2 separate regions of the Triticum aestivum genome follow, and region 2 is linked to region 1. The links are chromatin contacts, called in public Hi-C maps. All regions are on one chromosome and are shown on one strand. The core of a region is the stretch at or near the end of the contact, and the rest is flanking DNA. Distances in the headings are between cores, read along the strand shown. Region 1 has its middle 11 kb from the start of LOC123045380. Region 2 holds the start of LOC123045382.

What was found. A called contact is a pair of places that touch in the nucleus more often than the background predicts.
Region 2: a contact with region 1 is called in a Hi-C map of leaf, with 5 times the contacts expected there. The contact joins the promoter of LOC123045382 here to the enhancer-like site in region 1. A contact is called at or near these places in 3 of 5 Hi-C or Micro-C datasets (leaf and root).

What each region holds. Positions count from the first base shown.
Region 1 is chr2B:450,386,075-450,392,705 of IWGSC CS RefSeq v2.1, forward strand. No RefSeq gene overlaps it. Among protein-coding and RNA genes, the nearest start is that of LOC123045380, 11 kb to the left of the region's middle. Within about 2 kb of position 4,222, at least 3 of the 8 cell types and tissues checked have an H3K27ac peak or open chromatin away from gene starts, as enhancers often do. A contact at or near this core is called in leaf and root, where this site is marked.
Region 2 is chr2B:450,810,240-450,816,870 of IWGSC CS RefSeq v2.1, forward strand. LOC123045382 reads right to left here and starts at 3,443. Exons shown (of 4, transcript XM_044468412.1): 1 at 3,053-3,443; 2 at 2,769-2,879; 3 at 2,573-2,653; 4 at 2,247-2,482. The coding sequence starts at 3,301. The coding sequence ends at 2,408. It overlaps LOC123045383 (DNA-binding protein S1FA2), which reads right to left. Exons shown (of 3, transcript XM_044468414.1): 3 at 5,250-5,698. The coding sequence ends at 5,483.

The sequences.
Region 1 (6,631 bases), core at 2,972-5,471:
TTCTTGAGGTTGCAGCAGTATGTGCTTACAGTTCGTTGGGATCTCATTTCTAGGAGAAGAAACACTATCTAAGGAATTTTGACCGGAACTGCAGGAGCTCTGCATTTTAAGAACTAGCCAGAAACAGAGGAGAAAGGAGGAAGGAATGAAAAAAGAAAGCCCAGAGCACTAGCTTAGGGACTAAAGAAAGAAACCGATCACTCCCAAGCCTCCTCGAGGAGGCTGATGTCATCTCTGATAAGCAGGAGAACTCTCTGAGGTGTTGCTTGCATGCTGTTGAAAATTCTTGCATTTCGTTCTTTCCAAATTCCCCAAGCAATGTAAGCAGCAGCAGTGCACTCATCAATCTCGTTTTTCTTTTTATGAAGCAGTTGCCGTTTGGACCACCAATCCGAGACCGAGGCAGCAGAGATAGCCGCAAGGGCCGCACCTGGGAATGGAGAACCAGCTTGCTGCCATATTTCCTTTGCAAAAGGGCATCGAAGGAACAGGTGAGAAGCTGATTCCATAGTTTAATTGCAGGTACAACAATTGGCATGATGATCCCATCCTCTGATCTGTAACCTGTCCGCAGTCCAAAGCCTATTTTGCAGCAAGGTCCAGATGAAGAATTTCACTTTCATTTCAGCTTTGATAGTCCAGACTTTTTCGAGGATCAGAATCGGGATGCACCAAAGGAATTGCAGATTGTAGGCTGAACATGCGGAATACTGTCCATTTGCCGTGGTGTTCCAAGATGTTTTGTCAGGTTCAGAGGTGAGTTGAACATATTGTACTTTGCCCCATAATCTGATGAAGGCATCAAGGTGCACAGCACAAGAGATGTTAGCCAATCCCCCCATCCAGAATCCATCTAACCCACATTTGATACGCAAGCCCACATAACCCTACAGAGTAACACCCGAGATGACTGGGCTATACAGAATACGTCACTTCCGGTGGTCGTTCAGTCAGATTCCGCAGAAGCACTATCGATCTTGTCTAACAATGGTCTGCTGAAGTCAGCTTATGGGCAGTTGGTGCTTGAGATTAAGGAGTTGATGAGTAAGAGGGAGTTTTTACCACAGAAAATTCACCGTAGTCAAAATTGTGTCGCAGATCGGTTGGCCACTTATAGCCGAGTAGAGAGAACCACAGCTGTGTGGTTACAGTCGGCTCCACCTTGTATTGAGGAGTTGTGGCCTCTTGATTGTAACACTATTACCTTGCAATAAAAACTCCCTTTATCCCGCAAAAAAAAAAAAAGGAACACCAAATCCAAAGTTTACATAACACCAAATCCACAGTTTACATAACACCAAATCCACAGTTTACATACTTGTGTTTCCCATGTCTTGAGGGAGATGTTGGGAAGCGATACTATGATTTTGAATAGTGAACTATTGGGGGTGTATCTTTTTTTTTTCTCAGACTCCTGTTTGGCTTCCTACCCTTTTTTTTTCTACCAACTTCTAGGCCGGTCTGTTGTACATTGACATCTCCTACATAAGTTTATTTACTAAATGGAGAAGTCCAATCTGTTGTAGATCTAAGGTCAAGCTACAAACCTCAGTTTCAAACATCAGCAGCGCATCCTTAGAAAATGCAGTTATACAATAACTGAGATGGCATTTTGATACACCCTACTATACTGTGACGAGAGAGCATCCTGATCTTCCTTCTCAGCTATGAAATGGTTTTTATTAGGTGTAACCATGCAGCATATAACATGGTGGCAAATGAAGGCGTTGTTATTGTTAAGAACTTTTAGCGCATGCATTACCTTGACATTCCTCAGATTAACCGAACCAATGATTTGGTATAGTAGTCTGTATGTTGTTTTCACCAAGTTTTACCTACTTTATTGAATCATTAAGCATTTAGCTCAAATTCTATTTATTGTGCAATCGTATCACTTTTCGCAGTTTGCTAAGTTGTGCTGGTTTAACCCCATAAGGATGAAGTAAACGGTGCAGTAAATTCAACTGAATTCTTTTGTGCAGAACCATTGGCAGCGATGCAATTGATTTATCTGCATTTTCATGCGGTGAGGTAGCTGATTCAACTGCATTTTTCGTACAATTGACTGGATTCAAGTTCAACTGCATTTCCCATGCAGCTGACTTGATTGAACTGCGTTTTTTGGTACAGTTGAGAGCAATGCGGTTGATTCGACTGCATTTTCCTGGGCGCAGTTCACTTGATTTAACTGCATTTTACGTGTAGTTGACAGTGATGCTTGATTCCACAGAATCGCGTGTCTCAACTGCACTGTTTGCTAGTTAAGAAATCGTAAACATTTATTTACTCCAGAGTTGTGCCTTACTTTTTTACATATGCTCAGTAGTTACAAAACTTGCTTTTCAGAATTGAATGGATCGAGTTGCGAAGCTAGTCATGCAATAACCAATCCGATGGTACAATCCTATTACCATACAATTGTTGTGCTACTTCCGAACTGGTAAAACCTAGCATCAAGGAAACAACATCTGAGGCCATTCCATTATCGCATCTTTTTGGGGAGCACTCCGATATTTCACTCATATTAGCTGAACGACGAAATCACCTACAAAATTAATTACAGGGGATCATCCCGTAGACGGTAGACAAGATCAGCCAAAAAATGGGTGGTGGCATGTCCTCGCCTCGCCTCTTTACGACGGGTCGAACTCGCAACCAAGGAACAAAGATAGCTAGGCAGACGCGCACATACAGAAAAAGTAATCAAAATCGCAAAAATGGTTCACGTAACATCGGGTTCGAACCTGTGATGGCGCGCTAGAGTGTCCTCGATCAAAGCCACTACAACCAGAATACTCCTGCGCCGAATAAGCATCGCTAAACTAGAAGAACTATCGAAGCATCAAAGTTAACTCACGAACAAATTTTGAAATTTTCCGAAATCGTGAAATTATCTTGAAGTTCCTGCACTTTTTCCAGAAACATGAACATTTTATTAATTTTGAACAAAATCTGGAAACAGAAACAATTTTTTGACGAAAACAATTTTTGAGAGCACCAACAATTTAAAAAAAATAAGAGAATTTTGAAATTGAGAACAATTTTGAAATTCCCGACAGAATTCGAAATTCTGAACATTTTTTCAATACGTGAAAGACTTTTGAAAACTGGACATTTTTTGAAAACTTTGAACATTTGTTACAAAACACGAACAATTTTTTGAACTTAAAAATCCGTACATTGTTTGGAGACACAAGCAAATTATGAATCTTTTTGAAAACTTTTAGAATTTGTGAACAAAATTTGAGAACTAGTACAAATTTCTGAAAGCACGAACATTTTTCTAAATGTGAGAACAAATTAAGACTTGACACTGTTTTTAAAAATACCCTTTACAATTTTCCAAATTTTTAACGTACGCTTTTGTTTTCACAAAAGCAAACAATTTTATGATATCACGAACAAATTTTGGATTTTAAACATTTTCGGAATTTGTGAACAATTTTCTAAAGCACGAACATTTTTCTAAATTTGAGAACAAATTTTGAAACAGAGAACATTTTCGAAAATCCTGAACAAATTTGGAAGCACAAACATTTTTGAATACGTGAATAAATATTTGAAACCCAGAACATTTGTTGAAATCTTTGAACCAATTTTGTAAAACACAAACATTTTTACAAAAATGCAGACTTTATTTTAAAATATCCTGACATTTCTTGGAAAGGCAAAAAAAATTCAAACATTTTGAACATTTTTTAATTTTGCACTTTTTGAACATTTGTTGCTAAAAGCGAACATTTTTATAATTTTGAGAATACTTTTTGAAACTGCCGAACAATTTTTGGGAATGCGAACAAATTTTAAAGATTTTTATGAAAAAAGCAGGACAAAAGAAAAAAGGAAATAGAGAAACAAAAAAAGAGAAAAGAAAACAGGAAAAAACAAAGAAAGGGAAACAGAACAAGGAAAAAAAGAAAAAAACAGGAAAAGGAAAAAAACAGAACAAGAAAAAAACCCGGTTCAGGAACCTTCTAGAAGTTTCGCAAAACCAGAAAAACCGACTGGAAACATAGAAGGTTCCCAAAAACGTGGACGATGAAAGCTTAAACGGGCCAGCCCAGTCGAACGATCACTGGATGTTCCCTGTGCGAAACCTGGATAGTTTGACGCAGAGTGCGTCCAATTGGAAATTCCGCCGGAGCGTGACCCGGACTGTGTGGTCAAGGCGCGCTTTGCCGCCGGTTGGTGGGCTGCGGGAAGAGTGAGATTAGGACACCAGCGCCTTGGTGGGGGGGGGGGGAGCACTCACAAGTTAGACTGGGTTTGCAAGGCCTCTAATTTTGACGGCCTAGGGCCGAGCACCTGAATTTACGTACGGTGGCCTGCACACTCTTTCTGGCTAAGGTCCCACTACCCAAATCCTATTTGACGTCCTTAGCGACAGTTATGTCTTGTACAATGCTAGGTGCTTAGGAAGTTGCTTAAAAAAATAACCGATTTTTTGAAGTACCGGTGCCTATCCTATATACCTAACAAGTTCATCCCCACTACTTTATTTATCTCAACATGCAAGCTGTCCACGTCACCAACCATGTCACCTAAGCAAAAACTGAATTCATTTGCAGCCACATCATCTCTATTTTTACAGCTGGCGCGTACACAATTTCATTAACAAATCATGGGACTTAAAGTTTTCCTTAATACACAATGATCCTGTGCACCAGAGTGACCCGTCGTTTCCATAGGCTTCAGTTATTCATTGTACGTTACCATCCTGGACACTGAACCGATACATCGTTTCCTTACGATTCATTCATTTTGTACTTGATGTGTTGCAGCCCTGGTCATCGAAGCAACCCCTCGCTTCCTATTCGTATCCGATGGCACATCCCGTTTATAACTCGAAGAAGAGCCCAGGTGCATCATGGTCTCTCACTTCCCAACACATCTCATCTTTCCACCTACTCGCTCCAACGCGAGCGACCTCGATGCCAAAAGGGTTGAATGTTAGCGCCACCGCATCGTGCCTGGACGGAACCGTCACGTGCCCACAGTGTACTGCTAGCTCCTGCATGGGCTTCGCTCGGCCGAGCAACACCAAGGGCGTGTTTGGTTGCCCGCACCGAGCCCAACCAGGCCCGCGCGGGAAGGGAGAGACCTGTTTGGTTGCCTGGTTTTCCTGTTGGGCCTGCATCGCACGCTTCTCAAAGCAGTCCAGAGCCTGGCTCGCTGAAAACCCTGGGATCGGCAGTTTCTCGCGAGCCAGGCTGAGTGCGGCGCGAGGTCGCACGGGCGGGAGCGAGGCGCAGGCGAGGGGGGATGGCGGGAGATGGAAATCTGGCGCGCCGTCCCGGCGCCAAATTAGTCTCACCCCCTTTCACTCGCTCACCCATAGCCGCTGCCCCCTTTCTTCGCTACTGCCTCATCATCGGCGGCGGCTGCGATTTCAGATCTGCGCTATAGGAGGCGGCGGCGATGGAAGAGGCGGCGGCGTTTGCGGCAGATCTGGTGCTCCCCTTGCTGTTGGCCACCGTCTGGTCGACCTAGTCTGTGCCATGGCTCCCCCTATGCCGTCCTCGTCTCCGATGCCGGTAAGCAGCACCCCTCCCCCCTTTGTTAGCTCAATGGTTAGGCCTTTAAGCTAGGTGTAGGATCGATTTCCCACTGAACGAACCGTCGATGTCGACTAGGTTATGGGCGCACGGATGAGGCTGATAATCCAGGCAGCAGCACTGATTAGTGTGATTCAGGCATGGGTCATGTTCATGCACCAGAGAGCTGTTCGTCGTGCTGGGAGACTGTTGATCCGCTATGGTCCATTGTTTCCCCGGGAACAGGAGAGGATCCAAAATCTGAACTACATCTACAACTGCAATGACGTCGAGGCTCTGTGGATGCTTAGAATGAAAAGAGCACCATTTGCCAGGCTTGTCGAGACCTTCAGGAACAGGGGCCTGTTACAAGATAGCATCAACACCGGTGTCGAAGAGCAAGTGGCCATGTTCCTCCATGTTGTTGGCCATAACCAGAGGTTCAGGGTCATTCACAACACGTTCAGGAGATCAATAGAGACCATCTCTAGGTACTTCAAGCAGGTGCTTTTTGCTGTTGGGGAGCTTATAGGAGAGATGATAAGGAGACCATCTGGCCAGACTCCACCCAAGATTCGCGGAAGGCCAAGATGGTATCCAAACTTCAAGGTGAGCATTGACAATATACACTTTTCATGGCTTGATATGCTTGTATTGTTCAAGTTCAGCATTAACACAGGCTAGTGATGCCATTTTCAGGACTGCATAGGGGCAATAGATGGTACTCATGTCACTACCAGAGTTCCTAGGTCATCTGCAGCATACAGGGGGAGGAAGCACTACACAAGCCAGAATGTGCTTGTTGCTGTTGACTTTGATCTGAAGTTCACATATGTGCTGGATGGCTGGGAGGGGTCAGCGCATGATGCAAACATTCTCACTGACAGCATGAGTCGATCTGATGGGATCAACATCCCCGACGGCAAGTTCTACCTTGGAGATGCTGGCTATGCATGTCGGCAGGATATTCTTCCACCCTTCAGGAAAACAAGGTACCATCTCAACGAGTTCTCTGGTAGGAACTTTCCTAGGACTGCACAGGAGCTGTTTAATCTCAGACACTCCAGCCTTAGAGTAACTGTTGAGAGGGCATTTGG
Region 2 (6,631 bases), core at 2,193-4,692, 420 kb after region 1:
CTGATTTTCTGTATTTAATAATAATAATAATAATAATAATAATAATTTTGGGATTAGATGATGTTATATTATATAAATTTTGCCTTTAATATCCCAAAAATCACGTGATCTCTAGCTTTTCTAGGCTTCGGGATGGGCTGTGGGTGGGAAAGCGAGGCTCGAGCCCGGCCGGAACGCCGGGCTGGGCCACCCATGCTAGGTTTAGTGACGGATCCACCCCGAGGACAAGTAGTACATGGACAACATATTCTCTTGTATCCTTTTTGTTGTTCTATTTTTGTACCATTGTTCTTTTTCCAGATGCACTGTTGCTCTAGATGGAAGCTCCATATATATTATATTAAAATAAATTTAGATAGTTTGTATTTGGGTGTGACCAAATCTCAGTCGAAGGAGACTTAACGAGGTCTTATTCAAGTGATGAAACATATAAAAAAGAAGAAATATTTTTTTATACGGATCTCGATGTAAGATCTGACGAATATAGAATCGACTGAGATTTTATTGTTAAGTCTCGGTCGACTAAGATGTAGCAACCTCGTTTGTATTTAGGTGCGTCACACTTGTCTGGTCTACCTGAAAATAACAAATAGCATGATACCCCATCATCTAGGCTAAAGAATATTGATGAAGGGTTGAGTGCATGTCACACAATCGTTTGTTTTATGTGCCTTCTACAAATATCCGCTGCAACATGGGCGTGTCATCATCTAGTTTTTGAGATGTCTTGTATCATCGGAAGTCCTTTTAACATAAATACAAATACAGGGCCTTTTCCCTAATTAAGAAGTCATAGTACCTATATTGCCTGTGATGGCTGAACAATCCACGTACTTTTCGTGGTGTCACCTAAAATTAGGAGCACTAGAACAGCTGACAGCCTGACAACATTATATTGACTTATTGTACGCGGCCGTGTACGTACGTGTGCTAATACGATTGCAGGTCAGTCTCGCCTATCACTTTCGAGCTTTAATCCACCTCCTCCTCATCGAAATGGGGACATGCATAAACGGACCCCGACTCCAGCCAATGCCTTTTGCTACAGTTTTGTTTCGGGTCCAGTACGGCGCGCCAACTAGTAACTGGCTCATTAAACTGATGCCAGCGCCAGATCGCCATTACTGCCCTCATCTACTTCTCGGCGTACTGTTTCAAGTGCAATAGGCAGCAATCACATCTACGACTTTGCATTGTAACCAGCACCATCTTGCAGAGAGTGGAGTGAAGAGATGTGTGACATGACAAGGACTGACGATCCGGTGGACGTACCAGTAAGTACGTACTCACCTAAGCATGCACGTACCATAATTGAACAGCTTGATGGCGTGATGGCTGGAGCCACAAGTACTGACATTATTCGCCTATTCGGTGATGTAATGTCACCACACCATACCAGCTGGTCCATACTCATCAGTCCTTGCTCCGGCATGGAGCCAAAAGATAGCTAGCTTCGTGTCTTGGGCCTTTAATTTGCGTGCGCTAATCACCTGGGGTTCATGTGGCCTGTCTCGTCGATGGCCTATCTATATGTATCAGCATCATGAGTCATGGCTACCCCTCCATCTCACTCACTCACTCACTCAGCACTCAGGGACCAGCTAGCCACCTGCATCATGAGTCAGTCATCTACTCCCTCCGTTCTAAAATAGATGACTCAACTTTGTATTAACTTTAGTATAAAGTTGGGTCATCTATTTTGGAACGGAGGGAGTACCAAGAAGCAAGCGCTCATCATTTCCTTTCCTGGAGCTTAATTAAATGTTACCTAGGTCGATCCGACCAAGTTTTGCAGCTAAACGTGACGTTTTAACCTCCTGGTTAGTACCCGCTGGCTCTAGCCACCCACCAGTTCGTTATGGGTGTCAGTGAGGTGGTTGCTGACCAGCAGGATCGGTGCTGATGGTGTTGCAAGATCGACAGTGCTGAGCTGCTGACCTTTCAAATCGGAAACTGCAAGAGCACCCTTTTTGGGACAGTACTAGGTCGGCTACTTAAGTATTAACGGAAGAATCAATGGGCACCTCCCGTCGGCCTCTCTAGCATATTAGCTGCAGCTAACAACGACAACAATGGATGAACGATCAACATTGGCCAAGAATGAATGAACACACACGACACCAATTCCAGCGATGTTCACCCTTTTTTTTGTCAGTCTTGTTCCTTGGTCCCTTTCGTTTAAATACGTCGACAACGACACTGCAACAAGATGGACTCAACAAACCCGTCAATCACAAGGAAGCAAGCAAGAAGAAAGGCGAAAATTAAAGAAGAATCGCTCACGACATGGTGTGAGTTACAAGCTGACACGTACAGATCACATACATTCAAATCCATGGGACGGACAGAGATTGCACAGCGAAATTAAGCTCTCGGGGGTGGTAATTAACATTATTATTACGTCTAACTAATAGAGTGAATCGACTGTCTTGTTGAGCTCTTCAAGCTTCTTCATCCTCATCCTCTCGCTTTCGCTCACCAGCTGCAGATGAAGAGCCGAGTAAAGTGATCAATGCTACTAACCTGACAGATATATTTATAAGTAAGACAAGAAGAAGACGAGGTGATGCACCTCTATTAGCCTGTTGACAAGTATGGCCTTCTCCTTGCTCTTCTCGTTGTACGCCTCGAGAATCTCCTTGTATTCTTTCTCCTGTTTTGTAAGTTTTCTCAATTCAAGAACAATTAAGTCCACATGCCAATTTACGTACGAATGCATGCAGTGAAAGTAAGTAGAATTTCTATCACGTCCAGGAAGTCTTTGTCACCTTCTTGACGCAGCTCTTGCTGAGAGGCTTGAGCTGGCGGTTGACGGTGTCGATCCGCCGCTGTATTGATTCCACCTCCTTCCTGGTAGGATCGGCCATCCCCTCCAGCTCCTACAAAACACAAACACAAAGCTATGATGGTTTAGGCTCAATCTCAGTATCATTTTTGTTGTTACAAACTTCAGTGGCTCAGCTGAAACAAACTGATCGTTCAAGAGTACGTCATTTTGGGTCTCCAATATTAATGACTCAACTGAAAAGTATTACTACTCCTAGGTACCTACCTGTCGTATGAATGCTAGGCGCTTGGACTCCTCCTCGACGCGGCCAAGCTGCGCGAACACCTTGTCCCTGACCTCCATCTTCTTCCTCTCGATCTGCTCCTCCTTGGCCTTGAACACGGAGAGCGCCGACCTGGACGACCCCTCCCCCTCTGACGCCTCCTCGCTGCCGCTGGACAGTGACGACGGGTGCTTCACCCGCAGCACCATCTGCATCGGCGCCTGCTGCTGTTGCTCCACCTCCCCCTGCATCTTACTATCCTTCCTCCCTTCCTTCCTCCCTTCCTTCCTATGGATCGATCGACGCACGTCACGTAACGTAATCAATCGACTCTTGAGTTGCTACTAGTTGGCGTAGTAGTATTCTCTCTTCTTCCTATATCTTGTCTTCACGGCCGGGGCGGCTCCCCGCCACTTATATGATATCACCAACCGGCGGCGAGTCCTTGTCGCTTTTCGCCCTCCCATGCTTATCGTCTACGCAACATACAACATGGCCGCGGAACTCGTAATGCGATCGATCGATCCTGCTGTACGTACAGTATAAAAGGCAAATGGAGGTGAAACGGCTGCGTCGCGCAATGCTAGGGGCCCGGGTAGGAAACAAAACAAAAAAGGCGGAGGTAAATCAAATCGAAGGACGGAAGCATCATTTCAGTGGTTTGCATGCATGTGGCCGGGTGATCGCGCGAGGAGCGTATGTACGTGCGCCGAACCAACCAACGATCGCTTCAGCCAGAAACCATGTCGATCGTATTGTATTGCTACTATCTGCCCTGCACCTGTAGTTGGCCTGTGTTAGGTGAGCTGCCGTGCCGTCTTGGCTGGCAGGCTGGCTGGCTGGGGTCGAGTGCAAGTAACTCTTCCTCTCGCTGTCTCTCGACAGGGATCGGACTGTGCAGCTCAGTGCAGTGCGGGGGAAGTGATCCGGGTGAGCCGGCGCATGCATGTCTCCTTGTATATGTCTTTCTTTGCACTTTGGCCGTTTGGCGTACCTTTTGAATGGCTAAGCTATACTCCCTCTGTAAACTAATATAAGAGCGCTTAGATCACTATTTTAGTTATCTAAACGCTCTTATATTAGTTTACTGAGGGAGTACTAGATACGTAGATAGGTAGCTTTGGGTTGCGGCAGCTGGGGATTAGCTAGGAAGACGATCGAGGGAGACAAGCCGTCTGCAACGCGAGGCTTGGATTGGAAGACACACAAATACTGTGGTGGATGCGTGTTGTCGTCCGTCAGCCACTACAGTGGTCACTAGCTGGAGTGAAGGCAACATGCTAGCTAGCAGATGCTATGGGACAAGAAGGTCGGTTTTTCTTGTTGAGTTGGTTGCGCTCTCATCTTTTGATCAAACAGCTAGCCCGATCGAGGGGAAGAGCGGGAAAGGAGACAAGCCGGAGCAGATTTTCCAACCAGTGCGAGGTATCTCTGGTGTATGTAGTTAAGGTGTTAACCATGAGCACCCTGCCGGTCTATAGTACCATTTCCGTGTATCATCTGACATTTGGTAGGAAATTTTGCATTGATTCTAGCTTAATATTTATTTTCCTTTAAAACATGGAGGATAGAAACCAATCCTATTATGTAGGAATAGGAATCCATTTCTATGAACCAAAGAGCTCTAAAGGGGAAAATTCCTATAAGAATCAAACAAGACCGATCTGGATTCCAATGGAATTCATCTAAACCAAAGGAGACCTGATCTACGAAACCCTGGTATGAGCTGGCTCAGTTGAAGAGTCAATCTGTATACGGTATGAGTTGAAAATCATTGCCTTTAGTCCATGTATACAAAGCTAATTAGAGCCAATCATCAACTCTTTGGCACCTCCGTGTCATCTACTAGGTCCACTTCAGCAAAGACGACGGGGTCGACATATCAACATGATTGTCACCAAAACAGGCTGTGTGGACCCAACAGTTCCTAAAGCTCATGGTTCCAGTTTGAGGCGCAATGGAGTTTGGATTGTGAGAACTTCATAACTTGAGAGGACTCGAGGGGTAAGTGCCAAGGGATTACCTGTTTTGCATTCAAGATAACAAAGTGATCAACATGCTCTGGCAGAGGACTGATGGGAGTATCTTTGGCAGCATGAAACTTTGACGACTTAAAAGGACTGAGGGACGCCAAACCACAATGCAACACAACATACCAAACTGCAAACGGCTACACAGGTTTCACAAGTTTGCCACAGATGAACCCCATCAAAGTTTTAAATTAAAAAACTATGACCAGATAACAGCTCAATTTAGGCTAAGGTTTATCAGTCGCTTAAATAAGGTGTCCAATACCGACGATGTACCACTCAAGACAAGGCTTCTACATAAACAGTCGCTCAACACTGCAGCTCCAGCTGGTATATATTTTTTATCAGGTAAAAAAAGGAGCCCAGCATAAAGCAATCGACATGAGAAATCGATGGGTCTCTTCACTCCCCTGGTGCAGAAACCCCTTGCTTCAGCTTTTCCCTCTTGAGCTTCTTCTTGGAGACTGGCTTCTTCTTCTTCGGAGGGAGCGTCTTCTGCGCATACAGGTACAGCGCATAGTTCCCAACAAAGAAAAGCAGCAGGGTGGTCGCAACCACAAGCAGGACTATCATTCCAGGGTTCAGGCCCTTGTTCACCTCTTCGATGATTACATTGTTCTGAAGATAAAGAGATGATCTATCAGAAGCTATAGCATATATACTTTTGTGAAAACAAAACAAACGTAGGTGCATAGAGCTTGCGCGGATTATAGCTTACTAGGTTAGCAAGAAAAAGTCACATACTTCACAGTTTCGCATGCTCAGATTATCAACGATCGTTCCCAATATATAATAATAAACACTTCTAATACAGAGCTGTTGTATGCAGTCACGAGTTTGAAAACAAGCACAAACTGAAGCTTAATTTCAATAGATTAGTAATGCTGAAGTTTCATGTATTTACATGTTTCTACACTCACAGCAGAAACTATTTTAGGAATACAAGAAGTCGCAGCTAAAGTGAGAAGTGAAACAGGATTGGTAAAGCTAAGTGGTCAAAGTGAGAGATGCAGGTTCGCTGGCACAAGGATGCACGGGGACATCCAGAAAATCTATATTGCAGTGTCTGAAACTACACATTCATTTAAAACAACAAAGCAATTCATGCCAACAATCAATTTCAGTGGATTCATTAGATAGAAAAATACTAAAACAGTGAGTTTAGGATGTCGAATTAATCACAGAAAAACAGCTACACTCACTAAATGATTTACCTTTCACAGGCAGATAAGTGTAAAACACGCCGTCATGTCGAAAACTTGTACTCCCTCCGTTCCTAAATATTTGTCTTTCTAGGCATTTCAAATCGCTACCACATACGGATGTATGTAGACATATTTTAGAGTGTAGATTCACTCATTTTGCTCCGTATGTAGTCTCTTGTTGAAATATCTAGAAAGACAAATATTTAGGAACGGAGGAAGTAAAACGCATGGTATAAATAGTTACAATAACTATCCTCAGGTACTCGTGACACAAGCCAAGTAAGGGGGTGCGCCACAAATTAAACAACGAAATCAAGTTGGATCAACTATGCAATACTTGAACAGA